3 separate regions of the Mus musculus genome follow, and all the other regions are linked to region 1. Evidence: chromatin contacts called from public Hi-C and HiChIP or PLAC-seq data. All regions are on one chromosome and are shown on one strand. Each heading gives the region's core, a stretch centred on a gene start, on an enhancer-like site or on the middle of the called end of the contact. The rest is flanking DNA. Distances are from core to core; before and after follow the strand shown. Region 1 holds the start of Abcd3 (ATP-binding cassette, sub-family D (ALD), member 3). Region 2 has its middle 24 kb from the start of Gm33987. Region 3 overlaps Gm33987 (a long non-coding RNA gene).

Region 1 (2,656 bases), core at 81-2,580:
TAAAAAGGACGAATAGTATGTGAAGGAGAGGCATATCATTATTTTGTAAAGCTGATTTAGGAAGAGAAGGGCCAATGCTGCAGCCAATGAGCAAGTCAAAGTAGATAAGACAGAAAATACTTCATGAAAGGATACATGGAGCTCTCTGCTAGTATTTTAGGCCAAATTCTAATAATAAGATAGTCCGAGCAAACCAAAAGCAGGAGACAATAAATAGTACCTACCCAGAGGGTTGATGAAATAAAATGCATGAAAGCATTATTCTAAGATTGGACACTAAATATCCAAACACTAGTAAGAATGCTTAGTTAGGAAGTAACCTTTTCTTTGTCGCTCGCTGAAATCAAATGGGCGACAAGAAGTTAAAATTGTGCCTGTAATCCCACCCCCAGAACTCAATTCTCCCTTCTTTCCTAATCTCCCAAAAGTTCAAAGTAAACTTTAACATTCTCTCCAGGCAGGTAGCTGTATGGTGTAATTAACAAGTGATCTTCACCTAAAACACACTTTCACCTTTCACCTATAAAGTCGACGGAGGAAACTTTGTCCTCCACACACCGCTGAGCCAATTCAACCTTTCCAAATGAGGGCATTCACTGACCAATTCCGGAAAAAGAGGGCACCGCTTTAGAAGAAAATCGTGCCCACTGGACCCAGAAAACCCCAGGAACGCCCCTGGCTACTATCCACCGCCACTACTCCGGAGTCGAGCTGGCGAGTAAAATGCCCATCCCGAACGAACGCAAACCTTAGCGTTCAGTGGCGATGAGATGGCAAAACCAGAATGCACCCATAAAGTTGACATGCACGGGGAGATGGTGAGGGGGCGCGGGGGCGCAGGGACGCGGCGTGTCCTCCTCCCTCCCGTGGTGTTGAGATTGCGCGGCGGCCGCCAGGCTGAGGGCCGCAGGGCTCCGGGACCGCTGGCCCGGTTCCGCGGGCACCCGCGCAGCTCGGGACCTGGGAGAGAAGGGCAAGGCGCGCGCCCGGAGCTCCCCGCTCGGGCCCGGGGAAGGCGGCGCGGCCGCGAGCCTCACCCGTGCAGGCCGAGGGCGCGACGCCGCTTATGGAGTAGGCAGAGCAGCAGGAACGCGGCCCCCGCCAGCGAGGTGTTCCGTGCCGTCAAGTACTTGCTGAAGGCCGCCATGGCACCGGCAGGGCGAGCGAGCCGCGGGATAGGGGACGCGCCGGCGACAACCTCAGTGCAGGAACCGCGGGGGAAACTGGGAGGATAGCTCGGCGCCGAGAGAGGGCGGGGCCGGCCGCGCGGGAACGCCCCCTGGCGCGCGCCGCCGCGCCGAGCCCACCGTGGACTTTGGCTTCCCGGGCGCGCGCGCGGGCGCGGGGCGATCGAAAGGGTCGTTCCCCGGGGGGACGCTCTGCGCACGCGCGGACCCCCGCGGACTCGGCCGGAAACGCGGCGGGCAGACAACGCTAGTCCTCCGCGCCGGTCTCCAGCAGCCCACGCTTCGGCCTTGCGATCTCTGCTTGCACACACCCTAGCTTTCTTTCACAAGAACTGGAAGAGCGGGCCGGGCCTGCGCCACGGACTCCGTGGGCCCTGCCCCTCCGCCACCCCCTGGATGGGTCGGTACCACCCTCTTAAAGAAGCCGGGGGAGGAGGGGAACGGCCCCATCACTAAAAAGGTCAATATTTGCAACTTAAGGAGTGAAGGGAGACCTGGAAAAGAAAGACTACAATCAGATAATCTTATTTCAAGTCGCCGTGGATTAGGTCTCTAGTTCTGTAAAATCGGTTTGGGAGGACGGGTCCACCACTCTGTTAATTTTTTTATAAAAATAATGTAGTGGGAAAAAGCTCAGAGTGCGTGACAAAAAGGAGTTTTAAGAAACAATTACTCTTTTTTGGTAGATATGTACAAGGATGGCGATAAAAAAATGTATTTCTTTATGTTAGGTCTGGTCAAAGAAAGTTTGAGAAACTCTGTTCTTTGCAAAGGGACATTCAGAAATAACAATCGTGCGTTGTATTAATGCTGGCCTTACTCCCAGAAGCAGACGAACTTTACAGATTACAGCATTCTTCTCCTGTCCCACCCCTATCATGCAGAAAGTGTTATCCCTAGCGTTTAGTCTAGCGCATGCACAATAACTTAATGAATGGCTGTTTTCAGTTTAAGAAACTGTCGAGAAGCAAGTGTCAGAAAGGAAGCTTCTAAAACCTCACAAAATATATAAATGTTGCCTACGCATAAAAGGAACCAATGAAACAGTGATGCCTAGGTGTTTTCTCTGTGTGAATGGTTAAATGGTTATGAGAATGGCAAAGACCACACACCGTGGTGTGTGCTGTGTGCAGGTGCTCAACAATCGTCAAAAGTCTAAGTTACGCAGAAGTAGAGCCTGTACCAAATCCTCCATATGCCGTTTGTGTGTTTTCCCATTACCCTGGGAATCACTTAGGTAATTAGGTATGCCTGGCACAGAGAATACAAGTATGAACAATCAATCCCTTATTCTCCAGAGGCTGGTGCAGAAGAAAAACATGAAGAAAAATATGGATGAGTTTAAGTGTCAGCTTAGAGAAGTGAACTAAGTGCTATGAGAATACCAATAAGAGAATTTAGAATTTTCCTAGAACTTTTCCTTAACACTTGACAAATAGGATGACGTCAAAGCTACACCCTAAGGCCAA
Region 2 (2,656 bases), core at 88-2,587, 59 kb after region 1:
GAAGTAAAACAGGGGAGGGGGAGGGGGAAGAGAAATTCACGTTGTATGCCATTCTTTCTAACATTCCTTTAATGGTGCACTTCCAAGGTCCAAACATCTCCCATCCTGTCTTATGCCTGCTGTACATCTGCAACTCAAAATCTGAAAGTTCAGGGTAGGAAGTAAAAATGTATCAGTCCTTTTGGATCCCCTTCATCCTTCCTTTCCCAAAGGCACAAAACCAGTGCTTCCTCCCCAATTCTCCATTAGAGTAAGGAGATGTTGTAGTTCTAAGCCTGATTGGGTGAAACCCACTATGCAGAGTATGGTTAAACAAGTGTCTATTTAGAACACACTTCTCATTCTGAGGCCTGAGGTGACAAGGTTTGAAAGCAGGAGGTTAAGGGAAAAAAAAAGAATATTCTTGATCAATGGAGCACGAAGACTGACCTGCAGTAGGTCAGAGAGCTCCAAGGAAGCTGGGCATCTGCCCACCCTGACTACCTCCATTGAACCTGCAGTGCTGATCGCTCCATCAGGCAGTTCAGAGACATAAGGCAATAGGAACACTATTCCTACAAGTAGGCTCCCTCTTTAATGTTCAATATTCTAGTATTTAAGATTAAAAAAAAACAATTTAGGGAGAGACGGATCCTTGTGGACAGGCAAGAAGATTAATCCATAGTACAGAAGTTATAAGAAGGTTAGAAGAAACTCCTAAGATCTAAGGACAGGGACAATATTAATTATAAGGGTAAGGCTGGAGAGATGGCTCAGCAGTTAAGAACATTGGCTGTTCTTCCAGAGGACCAGAGTTCAATTCCCAGCACTCATATGAAAGCCAACAACCATCTGTAATTCCAGTTCAGAAAAACTGATGCCCTCATCTGGCCTCTGTGGGCATCAAGCACATACCTATTGTACAGATACAACTAAATAATAATAATAATAATAATAATAATAATAATAATAATAATAATATCTCTATGAGGTTTTACCATGAAATAAAGTCCTCAGTGCACTTCTGGAAAAGTCACGGCATTTTGAAGCAAAACCATTATGTGTGATAAATAAACTGTGGTTTTCACCACATTGTCATTTCCACTTCCCAGTAGAGGTGCCTCTAAGAGGAAGGGACGATGCCTAGAATTCTAGCACATAGCAGCAATGACACTATCTGAGGTCCACAGAAGAATGAGAGGCCAAGGAAGACACAATTAATATTGAAAAACAGCTCCTGAAAGACCACTCAGGAACACAAGACAAAATCTTTCCATATCCTGAAAGAGAACTATGACCTCTGGGGAGGAGCTGGTATTTGAACCACAAATGGATCACAGCCAGACACCTCACTCCACCCCAAGCAGGATGGAAGAGGCAATTGCCATATGTGTGTCAAAGATCAAGGCCACATTTTCCAGAGTGTGGTCTTGAGTCAGCACATAGAGGGCACACTGCCAAATCTCTATTACATAAAGCTCACTAAGCTGGGGAAATGTCCCCACAACTGATTAACAAAAGGATACAACTCCAATATGGAAGCAATACTTGTAAGCCAGTAAATAATAATGATAAATGATAACGAAAAAAAAGATAGTTTACCTCCAAGTAGAATATACTAAAGAGGGTCTATGTATAAAGGGGTTGGTTGAACATGTGTGATTTAAGGAAAATGAAAGGTATAATTCAATTATCTGGGGATATGTGTATCTCAGATTACAACTTCTAGCCCTAAAACAACAATTAGAGAAGAGGCTGCAGGGACTCTGATCGGGTTTGGTCAGGAGAGCAATAGACGTCATTCTAAAGAAAACCTGTCATAGGCAGTCAGTTACACAGGGAGTAACTTGGGGCAACAAATACTTTGAACTTTCCTTCCCTCTCTAATCTCTGCCAAACTTTCCCCTGGTTGAACCCTAGTTGGAGCCAAAGGACATGAATGCCAGGTTGTTGAAGCACACAGAGATCACACTGGCAGGGCGAGAGTTAGGTGGAGAAAGGAGTGCCTATGAAATACAATCAGAATGTATGCCAACGCCAGGGAAAAGAACCTGAATGTGTGAATCACAGAGGAGTGGATGCCAATAGGTCTGATGGCCACCAGGACTGACTCCATTTCTTGAGTTCATTAAAGCTGAAATTCTAAATTGAGTCCTGGATTTAAGGACCTGCCTGGGTAAAGGAGACTTGAGTCTACCTGTTCCATTACATGATTATCTGGAGATCTGGGTCAAGTCTTGCTCCCATTGTTACCAAACTTTAGGTCACAGTGTGAATGAACCCCAAGAAGCCAAGTTTGATCACCTGTCCTTGAACAACCAATTAAAACAACCGAGTTAATAGATAAAAGAAGAAAAAGAACTATTCAATGTGGTCACATTGGGGAGAAGGACAAAGAGATGCAATGACCACCTTCCCCTAAAGTCCTGAAGTGAGGTTGGAATTTAATAGAGGGCTGAACTATGCACATCTAAGCAGTCCAAGTAAATGTGTGATCCCGTGCACCACTGACCCACCAATGTCTGGGCTTCAGTCTCACCCCATAAGGTAGTCTAACAAGTTGTAAATCTCTTTCCTAGGAAACAAGTTGCCCCACTCTGGCAGGGATCTTTTTCTTCTCTCAGCATGAAGGTCCTAGGGAATTTCTACTTCTCAGGAGCCAGTGTTTAAATGGTCT
Region 3 (2,656 bases), core at 50-2,549, 39 kb after region 1:
CCCTGTACTCATTCAACAATGACATCCAGTGTCCCCTTTCTTAAATCCTGCAGTGACCACACTGCTATGCTTTCTATCTCTGTACGTTTGACTGTTGTAGACATCTGAGTGAGATCATTGAATATGGACGGCTCCTGTTGTGTCTGGCCTATTTCATGTATCATGTTTTTAAGGCTTCTCTATACAATAGCATATGTCGGAATTTCATTCTTTTTCACTAGGGAATCCTTTTTTAAGAAGGTGGGGCTGTGAGTGTGGGTCAGCTGTAGAGTACCTGCCTTGCAAGCATCAGCATTTTAAAATGGGAATTCATCAATGAGTGAACAGCTAAACAAATACCACATTACATACAACTTTTGTTTATTTGCTAATAGGCGTTTGGGCTACTCCAGTCACTAGGGTAAGAATTAACTGGTGAAGGGGCTGGAGATATCGATAGCTGGTTAGGAGCACGGACTGCACTTGAAGAGAAACCAGGTTCAATTTCTAGCACCCACATGGCAGCTTACAATCATCAGTAACTCCAAACAAACAAACAAAAACATTAAAAAACAAACCTGTGAGGTTACTATTATTTCCATCTTCAGATGAAAAAACTTAAAGCTAAGATAAATTAAAGCACCAGTTTTTACTAGTATACACTTAATAATTCTACTATCTCTAATTTTTTTCAAGGCAGAGTTTCTCTGTGTAGCCCTGACTGTCCTATAACTTGCTTTATAGACCAGACTGACCTTGAACTCAGAGATCCACCTGCCTCCACCTCCTGAATGCTGGGACTAAAGATATGCACCACCATAGCCCACCTGTCTATCTTTAAGTGAGAGCTTAGAAATATTAAATTCACTATGCTGCATGAGTGTGAGAATGTCTACAGGTTGGACTGGGGTCAGGAACTCTTTGTAGGCTATGACCCGCACTCCACATCTTAGGGGTATGAGAGATTTAAATAGACGATCAGCTTTAAGAACCCTGATGTGAGGGAGGAGCAATGAGACTTATTGCAGACTGATTATGTAAGAGTTGGTAGGACCAGCCTTTCCCACAAGAGAGATCATATGCTAAGCAAAACACCTACTTCAAAACAAGTAGGCAAAGAAGCAAAGAGCTACCCAAGCACTCCCTACAGTCTGAGTCTGCTCGGCAGGAGGCAGCTCTAGAGGTGGGATGGGTGTTTTCCCTGCCTGAAATCTGTCTGTGCAGTTAGCTTTTTAAATCAAATGGAATGACAGTGCCTGGAACAGCTGGCTCTCTAAAGAACCATGTGGGTGATGTGAGTGACAGGTGACCCTTGGATCCTCACTTCACATTCCCTGAATCATTGATCAGCACCAGGTAACCACAGCCCATGTTTTCAGCACTCCAATTCCTAGTGTGATTCTGTTGAGGTCTGGGTAGATAAGGACCGGAACAGTTGTGAATTCACCTGTGCAAATAGAATGCAAATCAGGAGCCTATAGGGTCTGAAGTCTATGCAAACAAGACCTTTCTTTCTCTTTTTGAATCTCAGATCCTGGAATTCTGGCACAAAGCAATCTCCCAAGTATGTGAAAGAGTGGTCCGCAGAATGGCATGGATCCAAAAGACGTGAGCTACTGGGACTAAGTTTAAAAACAGCTTTTCATTTGGGAGCCACCATATGGTTGCTGAGGATTGAACTCAGGACCTCTGGAAGAGCAGGCGGTGCTCTTGAAGAGCACTTAAGGATAAGAACCACTGAGCCATCTCCCCAGTCCTCTCCCCTCTTTCTCCCCCTCCTCCCCCCCTCCAAGGGAAACACTAGACTTTGTGTGCACTGCAAAACTGGGAGATGGAGGACTTAAGGAAACTCAGCTCAAGCAGATACTGTAAGTACAAGACAGGAGAGAAGTAATCAAAAGGTTGGAGGAATGAATTCTAATGTCCTACTGCACAGTGGGGGGGGGGTGATATATTAGTATATATTTACAGTAATTCTAAACTTTATAAAGAGCTAGGAGTTTGAAACTTCTCTCTCTCTCTCTCTCTCTCTCTCTCTCACACACACACACACACACACACACACACATACACACAAATAATCACAAATATTTAAAGAGAAAGGACTGGGGATGACCCCAACACACAGAAGGCAGAGGTAGGTAGATTCCTATGAGTTTGGGGCCAGCCTGATTTACATAGTGAGACCCTGTCTCCAAAAATATTTTTTAAAATGAAAGGAAAGAGATGCTAATCATCTCTATGCTGAAAATTGCTTTATAATAGTGACATTGTTTGCCAAACTGTGAGCTCTTTAATGTAGGCTTTTTGTTCATCTTTACAGCCCTTTCTTAAGTCTGCATTTCAAGGCTAGTCATATGACTACATGAAAGTGTAACTCAGAGAAAGTTAAAAGATGGACTGTGGGGGGCTGGTGAGATGGCTCAGCGGTTAAGAGCGCCACTGCTCTTCCAAAGGTCTTGAGTTCAAATCCCAGCAACCACATGGTGGCTCACAACCATCTGCAACGAAATCTGATGCCCTCTTCTGGAGTGTCTGAAGACAGCTACAGTGTACTTACATATAATAAATAAATAAATGTTTAAAAAAAAAAAAGATGGACTGTGAGCTTTCTTACAGAGAATCTACCAGAAAAAAGGAAGAAAAGAGGGTAAGTGGGGGAAGGAGGGAGGAGAAA

The links. A called contact is a pair of places that touch in the nucleus more often than the background predicts. HiChIP or PLAC-seq counts read pairs in DNA pulled down with a chosen protein or histone mark.
Region 2: an H3K4me3 HiChIP or PLAC-seq map of intestinal villus epithelium shows a contact between it and region 1, with 6 times the contacts expected there. The contact joins the enhancer-like site here to the promoter of Abcd3 in region 1. A contact is called at or near these places in 9 of 39 promoter capture datasets (the 3T3-L1 cell line, the HPC-7 cell line, cranial neural crest and 4 more), 1 of 15 datasets of contacts at CTCF or cohesin (the NIH/3T3 cell line), 18 of 484 Hi-C or Micro-C datasets (beige adipocytes, colon epithelium, embryonic fibroblasts and 7 more), 12 of 115 datasets of contacts at active chromatin or transcription factors (bone marrow-derived macrophages, differentiating embryonic stem cells, embryonic stem cells and 6 more) and 1 of 9 other capture datasets (adipose tissue).
Region 3: a contact with region 1 is called in a Hi-C map of liver, with 2.6 times the contacts expected there. The contact joins the enhancer-like site here to the promoter of Abcd3 in region 1. A contact is called at or near these places in 4 of 39 promoter capture datasets (the 3T3-L1 cell line, cranial neural crest and liver), 14 of 484 Hi-C or Micro-C datasets (colon epithelium, epidermal suprabasal cells, liver and 3 more), 11 of 115 datasets of contacts at active chromatin or transcription factors (bone marrow-derived macrophages, differentiating embryonic stem cells, embryonic fibroblasts and 6 more) and 2 of 9 other capture datasets (adipose tissue and pancreatic islet).

Annotation. Positions count from the first base shown.
Region 1 is chr3:121,813,972-121,816,627 of GRCm38.p6, forward strand. Abcd3 (ATP-binding cassette, sub-family D (ALD), member 3) reads right to left here and starts at 1,331. Exons shown (of 23, transcript NM_008991.3): 1 at 1,038-1,331. The coding sequence starts at 1,147.
Region 2 is chr3:121,873,409-121,876,064 of GRCm38.p6, forward strand. No RefSeq gene overlaps it. Among named protein-coding and RNA genes, the nearest start is that of Gm33987, 24 kb to the left of the region's middle. Within about 2 kb of position 1,338, at least 36 of the 459 cell types and tissues checked have an H3K27ac peak or open chromatin away from gene starts, as enhancers often do. A contact at or near this core is called in colon epithelium, hepatocytes, intestinal crypt epithelium and 3 more, where this site is marked.
Region 3 is chr3:121,852,767-121,855,422 of GRCm38.p6, forward strand. It overlaps Gm33987 (a long non-coding RNA gene), which reads left to right. Exons shown (of 4, transcript XR_867607.2): 3 at 1,511-1,847; 4 at 2,303-2,405. Among named protein-coding and RNA genes, the nearest start is that of Gm33987, 3.0 kb to the left of the region's middle. Within about 2 kb of position 1,300, at least 19 of the 459 cell types and tissues checked have an H3K27ac peak or open chromatin away from gene starts, as enhancers often do. A contact at or near this core is called in colon epithelium, differentiating embryonic stem cells, hepatocytes and 3 more, where this site is marked.